Linked DNA regions of Mus musculus: region 2 is linked to region 1. Evidence: chromatin contacts called from public Hi-C data. All regions are on one chromosome and are shown on one strand. The core of a region is the stretch at or near the end of the contact, and the rest is flanking DNA. Distances in the headings are between cores, read along the strand shown.

Region 1 (3,493 bases), core at 282-2,781:
CTCAGCTTTGTGTAAGGTTTCTTTATTGAATTCTCCCAAGTTCTGCTTTGGGGGTATCATCTGTTTCCTGGGGCGCCCTCCCTGATACACTGCTTCATTCTGTTCATGACTGCTATTCTGGTCCTCTTCTCCTAGCCTGCCATCTTTAACTGTTTTTAAGTATACAGACCAGAGTTTAAAGTGTAGTATGTAGTTATGAGATACCTTCAGAACTTGGTTTCAGAGTTCTTCAGAATATTTTCATCATATAAACCTGAAACTATTAATCCAACTTACAACTTCCTGTTTCTTTCTCTCTCAACCTCTGGCTGCCACCATTCTACCTTCAGTCTCCAGGAATCTGAACACTTTAGCCACCCAATGTTGTAACATGGCCCTAGACCTTAGTAGGCCCAAGATTTTAGCACAAGTGACTCCATGATGGAACTCCCATTCAGGCTGCAAAACTCAGCATGTAGACAGCACCACCTGCCCAAACTAAAACACAGGCCTAATTCATCCAAGTTTATACTTCTGAGAACATCTCTAAACGTACTAATCTTGCCTTTTCACTTCTGTAATTCTGCTTCCAGCTAGCTTCTCTTGTTCATTGCAGTATGTCAACCTGGGACATGATTTTTGTGCTTAGAAGCTCACTCTGAGAAAGGTTCAGAGCTACACTGGGATCCTGAACACCCAGTATAATCACTGACCAGCAAATACAGACTTTCTATTGGCTAAAGCCCATATCCAGGAGCAGTCTTCTCTGGTGGATACCCCAGAACAATGTAAGTGGAATCGTGTAGTTTGTCTTTCAGCAGCTGGCTTATTTTCCTCAGCACACTTCGTCCATGCTGTGGCACATGCCAGCCTCCTGTTCTTTCTCAAGGCTGCTTAGTATTCCTTCACGTCCGTCCACACACTGTTGCGATCAGGCCATGCCCTACTCCAAGTTCCTGCACATTTTATAAGCAACTTTTGACTTCATTTCAAGGGAGAAAGAAGGATGACTGTGGCCCTTGAAGGACCATCAACTGCGTTATGTGTCAAGCTGCACCCGCCCAGCACAAACTCACAAATGACTTCTTCTCGGGAAATAAAAAGGGAGCCACCTTATACATTTATTAGGAAAACCTAATCCCTGAGAGATGTGGACATCTTAAAATCATATCAGAAAAGCTAGGCCCAAGAATTTATCAGACATGTTGGGTGAAGGAAAGGGTATAACGTTCTTGCCTGGACTCTGAAGTGAGGGACACAAAACACTGCCATGTCACTGCCCCACACAAACTATTATCTGATGTATATTGTGTGTGTCAAGGAGTGACAACTCCCTGACTTGCACACATCTTCCTTGATGGAGCCCACGGGACTGCCTGCTTTTCCATTCCAAATGATGGAGCTGCTTTCCAGTCTGGACCTGGACCTGACCTATTGGCTCCTGCTTCTAACACAGTTTGGTCTTTTTTTCTTGAAGCTGAATTCAGCAGCTTCATGCTCAAACCTGAGTAGAGCAGCTCCCTCTCAGAACTACTCGGGTGAATTATCTTATCTACACAGACTCTTTATCAGCAGCTTTCTGAAGTCTCTTCAGCTCTGTTGCAGCCTTTATAACTTGTACTCATTCTGTAATGCACACACACACACACACACACACACACACACACACACACACGTTTACTGTTTGTGGTGTGCTGTGCAAGGTAAGAAATAACATTGGTAATTAAGAGTGGAATAAATAAAGACCTTGGATTTGCCTAGGCCAAGCTACCAAGTTTGGCAGGCTTTGTGGCAAAATGCTGTCACTAGTGGAAACATGATAGTTTTATGTCAGCTTGACAGAAGCTTACATCATCTGAGAGGATGGAACCTCAATTAAATGCCTCCAGAAGATGGGGCTATAAGCAAGCCTGTGAAACATTTTAAAAATGTATTCATTTTCCTTCTTTCTTTCTTTCTTTCTTTCTTTCTTTCTTTCTTTCTTTCTTTCTTTCTTTCTTCCTTTTCCTTTTCTTTTTTCTTTTTTTTCTTTCTTTTTTTTTTTTTTTTTTTTTTTTTGCTTTTCAAGACAAGGTTTCTGGCTGTCCTGGAACTCGCTCTGTAGACTTCAGTGATTCCTGAGTGCTGGGATTTAAGGCATGTGCCACCACACCCTTCAGTTTTATACATACAGTAAGGCATTTTCTTTCTTTTTTAAAAAAAAAGATCTATTTATTTTATGTATATGAGTACACTGTTGCTGTCTTCAGACACACCAGAAGAGGGAGTTGGATCCCATTACAGATGGTTGTGTGTGGTTGCTGGGAATTGAACTCAGGACCTCTGGAAGAGCAGTTGGTGCTCTTAACCACTGAGCCATCTCTCCAGCCCCGTAAGGCAGTTTCTTTCTCTCTTTTTTTTTAAATATTTTTTATTATTATGTGTTTTCCTCAATTACATTTCCAATGCTATCCCAAAAGTCCCCCACACCCTCCCCCCCACTTCCCTACCCACCCATTCCCATTTTTTGGCCCTGGCATTCCCCTGTACTGGGGCATATAAAGTTTGCGTGTCCAATGGGCCTCTCTTTCAAGTGATGGCCGACTAGGCCATCTTTTGATACATATGCAGCTAGAGTCAAGAGCTCCAGGTACTGGTTAGTTCATAATGTTGTTGCACCTACAGGGTTGCAGATCTCTTTAGCTCCTTGGATATGTTCTCTACCTCCTCCATTGGGGGCCCTGTGTTTCATCCAATGGCTGACTGTGAGCATCCAGTTATGTGTTTGCTAGGCCCCGGCCTAGTCTCACAGAGACAGCTATATCAGGGTCCTTTCAGCCAACGCTTGCTAGTGTATGCAATGGTGTCATCGTTTGGAGGCTAATTATGGGATGGATCCCTGGATATGGCAGTCTCTAGATGGTCCATCCTTTTGTCTCAGCTCCAAACTTTGTCTCTGTAACTCTTTCCATGGGTGATTGTTTCCAATTCTAAGAAGGGGCAAAGTGTCCACACTTTGGTCTTTGTTCTTCTTCAGTTTCATGTGTTTTGCAAATTGTATCTTATATCTTGGGTATACTAAGTTTCTGGGCTAATATCCACTTATCAGTGAATACATATCATTTGAGTTCTTTTGTGATTGTGTTACCTCACTCAAGATGATGCCCTCCAGGTCCATCCATTTGCCTAGGAATTTCATAAATTCATTCTTTTTAATAGCTGAGTAGTACTCCATTGTGTAAATGTACCACATTTTTTGTATCCATTCCTCTGTTGAGGGGCATCTGGGTTCTTTCCAGCTTCTGGCTATTATAAATAAGGCTGCTATGAACATAGTGGAGCATGTGTCCTTCTTACCGGTTGGGACATCTTCTGGATATATGCCCAGGAGAGGTATTGCAGGATCCTCTGGTAGTACTATGTCCAATTTTCTAAGGAACAGCCAGACTGATTTCCAGAGTGGTTGTACAAGCTTGCAATCCCACCAACAATGAAGGAGTGTTCCTCTTTCTCCACATCCTCACCAGCATCTGCT
Region 2 (3,493 bases), core at 490-2,989, 140 kb before region 1:
TCAACCTGACACACGAACTAGAGTCATCTGAAAGGAAGGAACCTCAGCTGAGAAAATGCCTCCGTAAGATCTGGCTGTAAGGCATTTTTAAAAATTACGGGGCAGTGGGGCATGGGCCTGGTCCGTGGTGGGCGGTGCCACCCCTTGGCTAGTGGTTCTGTGTTCTTTAAGAAAGCAGGCTGAGGGGGCTGGAGAGATGGCTCAGCGGTTAAGAGCACTGACTGCTTTTCCAAAGGTTTTGAGTTCAAATCTCAGCAACCACATGGTGGCTCACAACCATCTGTAATGAGATCTGACGCCCTCTTCTGGGGTGTCTGAAGACAGCTACAGTGTACTTAGATATAATAACAAATAAATCTTAAAAAAAAAAAAAAGGAAAAGTAAGCAGGCTGAGCAAACCATGGGAAGTAAGCCAGTAAGCAGCATCCCTCCATGGCCTCTGCATCAGCTCCTGCCTCCAGGTTCCTACACTGTTTCAGTGCCTGTCCTGACTTCCTTCAGTGATGAACAGTGCTGTGGAAGTGTAAGCCAAATTAACCCTTTCCTCTCCAACTTGCTTTGGTCATGGTGGTTTGTTACAGAAAATTTGAGGCCAGCCTACAAGACACTGTCTAAAACAAAACAAAAACCTTAGACGAAATGATACTGATGTTATCTATCTAGAGCCAGAGAAATTCACCTTAAGTGTGGTAGCATATACTTGCAATTTCGGCTACTTAGAAAGTTCAGAAAGGAACACTGTGAGTTTGAGGCCACCCTGGGTAGTATAGTGAGACCCTGTCATCTTTTTCAAAAGATAGGGATTCACTATGTATACCTGGCTGTCCTGGAAATCACTATGTAGAAAAGGCTGGCCTTAAATTCACAGACACCTTCCTGCCTCTGCCTTCTGAGTGTCAGGATTAAAGGAATGAGCCACCATGCCCAGCTCTTGTCACACAACAACAACAACAACGACAACAACAACAGAAATTCAAATTAAATAAACTTTAAAAGGAAATTTTAGGACTAGTCAGGTGGTTTCAGGGGTTAAGAGCACTGGCTGGTCTCCAGAGGACATGGGTTCAAGGCTCAGCACCTGCAGCTCCATGGGCTCTAACGTCCTCTGCTGGTCTTTACAGACACTACATGCACATGGCACATAACACATAAAGGCAAAAAATAAAGATACACAATGAAAACAGATAAACCTTTAAATAAGAGAAAAAGTGATTTTATTTTGGAGATTATAACCTAAAAGAAATAACTACTCCAGCTTATCATACAGAAATATTCCCTATGCTATTAGTTATGACTAGTGAAAACTGGAAATAGCTTAAGCATATAAAACAAGAAATAACCAATTTGGGATATGATAACAAACTTGTAAGATTTTCTGAGATGCTATTACTTCCAAATATTGGCATTATCTGCATCATCTGCCTGGTAGCCTGATAACCTGAGTGTGACTCCTGTGACCCATGTGGTGTACGAAGAAAACAGATTCCAGCAAGTTGTCTTCTGATACACACACACACACACATTTTAAAAGCTCCAATTATACTGCTTATAACAGTGTAAAATTTAGTATTTGCATTCCAAAGCTCGTAAACTTTCTTCTCAGTTTGGTTTGTAAAGTTTTTTAGAAGAGAAAAATATAAGGAAATTGGTTTCCCTTTCATTTTAACAGGTTTCGTCTATCTTGCAGCAAGTGGACGAGCTTCCCCAATAGGTGGCAGTACGGGATAAGAGCAGGTAGAAAGTTAGCCAGGCAGCGCCTCGAAGCCCTGCTTCACAAACATTCGCCGGAATTGTAATGATCTTGCTAAAACAAAGCCTGTTGGGCCCTGCATTCAGAGTTTTTGAGTTAGGAAGTGTCTTAGCCTGTTTGTGCTGCTATAACAAAATACCCGACAGTGGGTAATTCAAAGAGAAGTGACGAAAACGAGGCCCAGTAAATGAACTGAGCAAAGGTCATGTGAACGTACAGAGACTGAAGCAGCAAGCACAGGCTCCTCTGCCTATATATCATGGCTTCCAGTTGTTGTTGTTGTTTTTGAAATTCCTAAGTGTGTGAATGAGTGGGTCTGATGTGTGTGTGTGTGTGTGTGTGTGAGAGAGAGAGAGAGAGAGAGAGAGAGAGAGAGAGAGAGAGAGAATTCATGTTGTAGGTCAGAAGACAACTTTGTGGAATCGATTCTCTTCTACCACCTTTTGTAGGTTCTGGAGATAAAACTCAGGTTGCCAGCAAGTGCTTTTACCAATTTCCCTGTCACCCCATCCATTTTTGAGACAGGGTCTTGAACTTGTGATTGTCTTGCCTCAGTCTCCCAAGTGGTGCGATTATAGGCACATACCACCATGCCTGACCTTTATGTGAATTTGTGAGAGAGCATATTCAAATCATAACAGTGGGTTTTGGATCGGACTACCTTCCCAGGTGAAACTGATGCCATGAGGTGGGGGCACCCTTGAAAGGCACACTTCATGGAGAACATAGGATGTCTCTCTTTCCTCATTGCACCATCACACTGCCATTCTCACCCCAAGTCTGTTTGTTTTTGAGACAGTGTCTCTCTACATAGCCCTGGCTATCCTGGAACTCACTATATAGACTAGGGTGGCCTTCAACTCAGAGGTCTGCCTGCCTCTGCCTCCTGAGTGCTGGGATTAAAGGCACAAACCATTTCTGACATACTGCTTTCGCTGGTTTTGTGTGTCAACCTGACATAAGTTAGAACCATCAGAGAGGAAGGAGCCTCCATTGAGGAAATGCTGTTGAGCCAAATGAGATCCAGCTGTCAGGCATTTTCTCAATTATTGATCAACAAGGGAGGTCCCTGCCCATGGTGGGTGTTATCTACCTGGGCTGGTGTTCTCAGATTGTATAAGAGAGCAGGCTGAGCAAGCCATGAGGAGCAAGCCAGTAAGTTGCACTCCTCCATGGCCTCTGTACTAGCTTCTGCCTCCAGGTTCCTGCTCTGAGTTCCTGCCCTGACTTCCTTCAGTAATGAACTCCAATGTGGAAGTGTAAGCAAAATAAGCCCTTTCCTCCCTAACTTGCTTTTTTGGTCATGGTGTTTTGTCACAGCAATAGAAACCCTGACTAAGACACATACTCATCCCGTTTTGATAGAGGAGCTAGAACAGCCATTCAGAGACTGGGGCACTTTTTATGGTTCGAATCTGAGCTGTTCCTTCACATGTGAACACTTGCTCCTCAGTTGATGGCACTGTTTTGGAAAGCTATGGACACTTTAGAGGTAGAACCCAGCTGGCAAAGTCATTAGAGGTGGGACTTTGAAGGTTATAGTCTTTCCTGGTTCTGCCCTGTGTTCTTGGCTACCTGGTCCTGGCCATAAAAACAGCTTTCTCTGCTTCATTCTCTTTTTGTTTTTAAATATTTATTTATTGCATCTAAATACACTGTAGCTGTCTTCAGACACACCAGAAGAGGGCATCAGATCCCATTATAGATGGATGTTAGCCACCATGTGGTTGCTGGGATTTGAAC

Evidence for each region. Hi-C and Micro-C count contacts between places; a contact is called where the count stands out from the background.
Region 2: a contact with region 1 is called in a Hi-C map of the G1E-ER4 cell line, with 5 times the contacts expected there. The contact joins two enhancer-like sites. A contact is called at or near these places in 9 of 39 promoter capture datasets (the 3T3-L1 cell line, 3T3-L1-derived adipocytes, the C10 cell line and 4 more), 1 of 15 datasets of contacts at CTCF or cohesin (pro-B cells), 26 of 484 Hi-C or Micro-C datasets (B cells, the G1E-ER4 cell line, LSK cells and 15 more) and 1 of 115 datasets of contacts at active chromatin or transcription factors (embryonic stem cells).

The regions. Positions count from the first base shown.
Region 1 is chrX:93,895,384-93,898,876 of GRCm38.p6, reverse strand. No RefSeq gene overlaps it. Among named protein-coding and RNA genes, the nearest start is that of Pdk3, 65 kb to the right of the region's middle. Within about 2 kb of position 1,531, at least 6 of the 459 cell types and tissues checked have an H3K27ac peak or open chromatin away from gene starts, as enhancers often do. A contact at or near this core is called in the G1E-ER4 cell line, where this site is marked.
Region 2 is chrX:94,031,372-94,034,864 of GRCm38.p6, reverse strand. No RefSeq gene overlaps it. Among named protein-coding and RNA genes, the nearest start is that of AU015836, 64 kb to the right of the region's middle. Within about 2 kb of position 1,739, at least 8 of the 459 cell types and tissues checked have an H3K27ac peak or open chromatin away from gene starts, as enhancers often do. A contact at or near this core is called in the G1E-ER4 cell line, where this site is marked.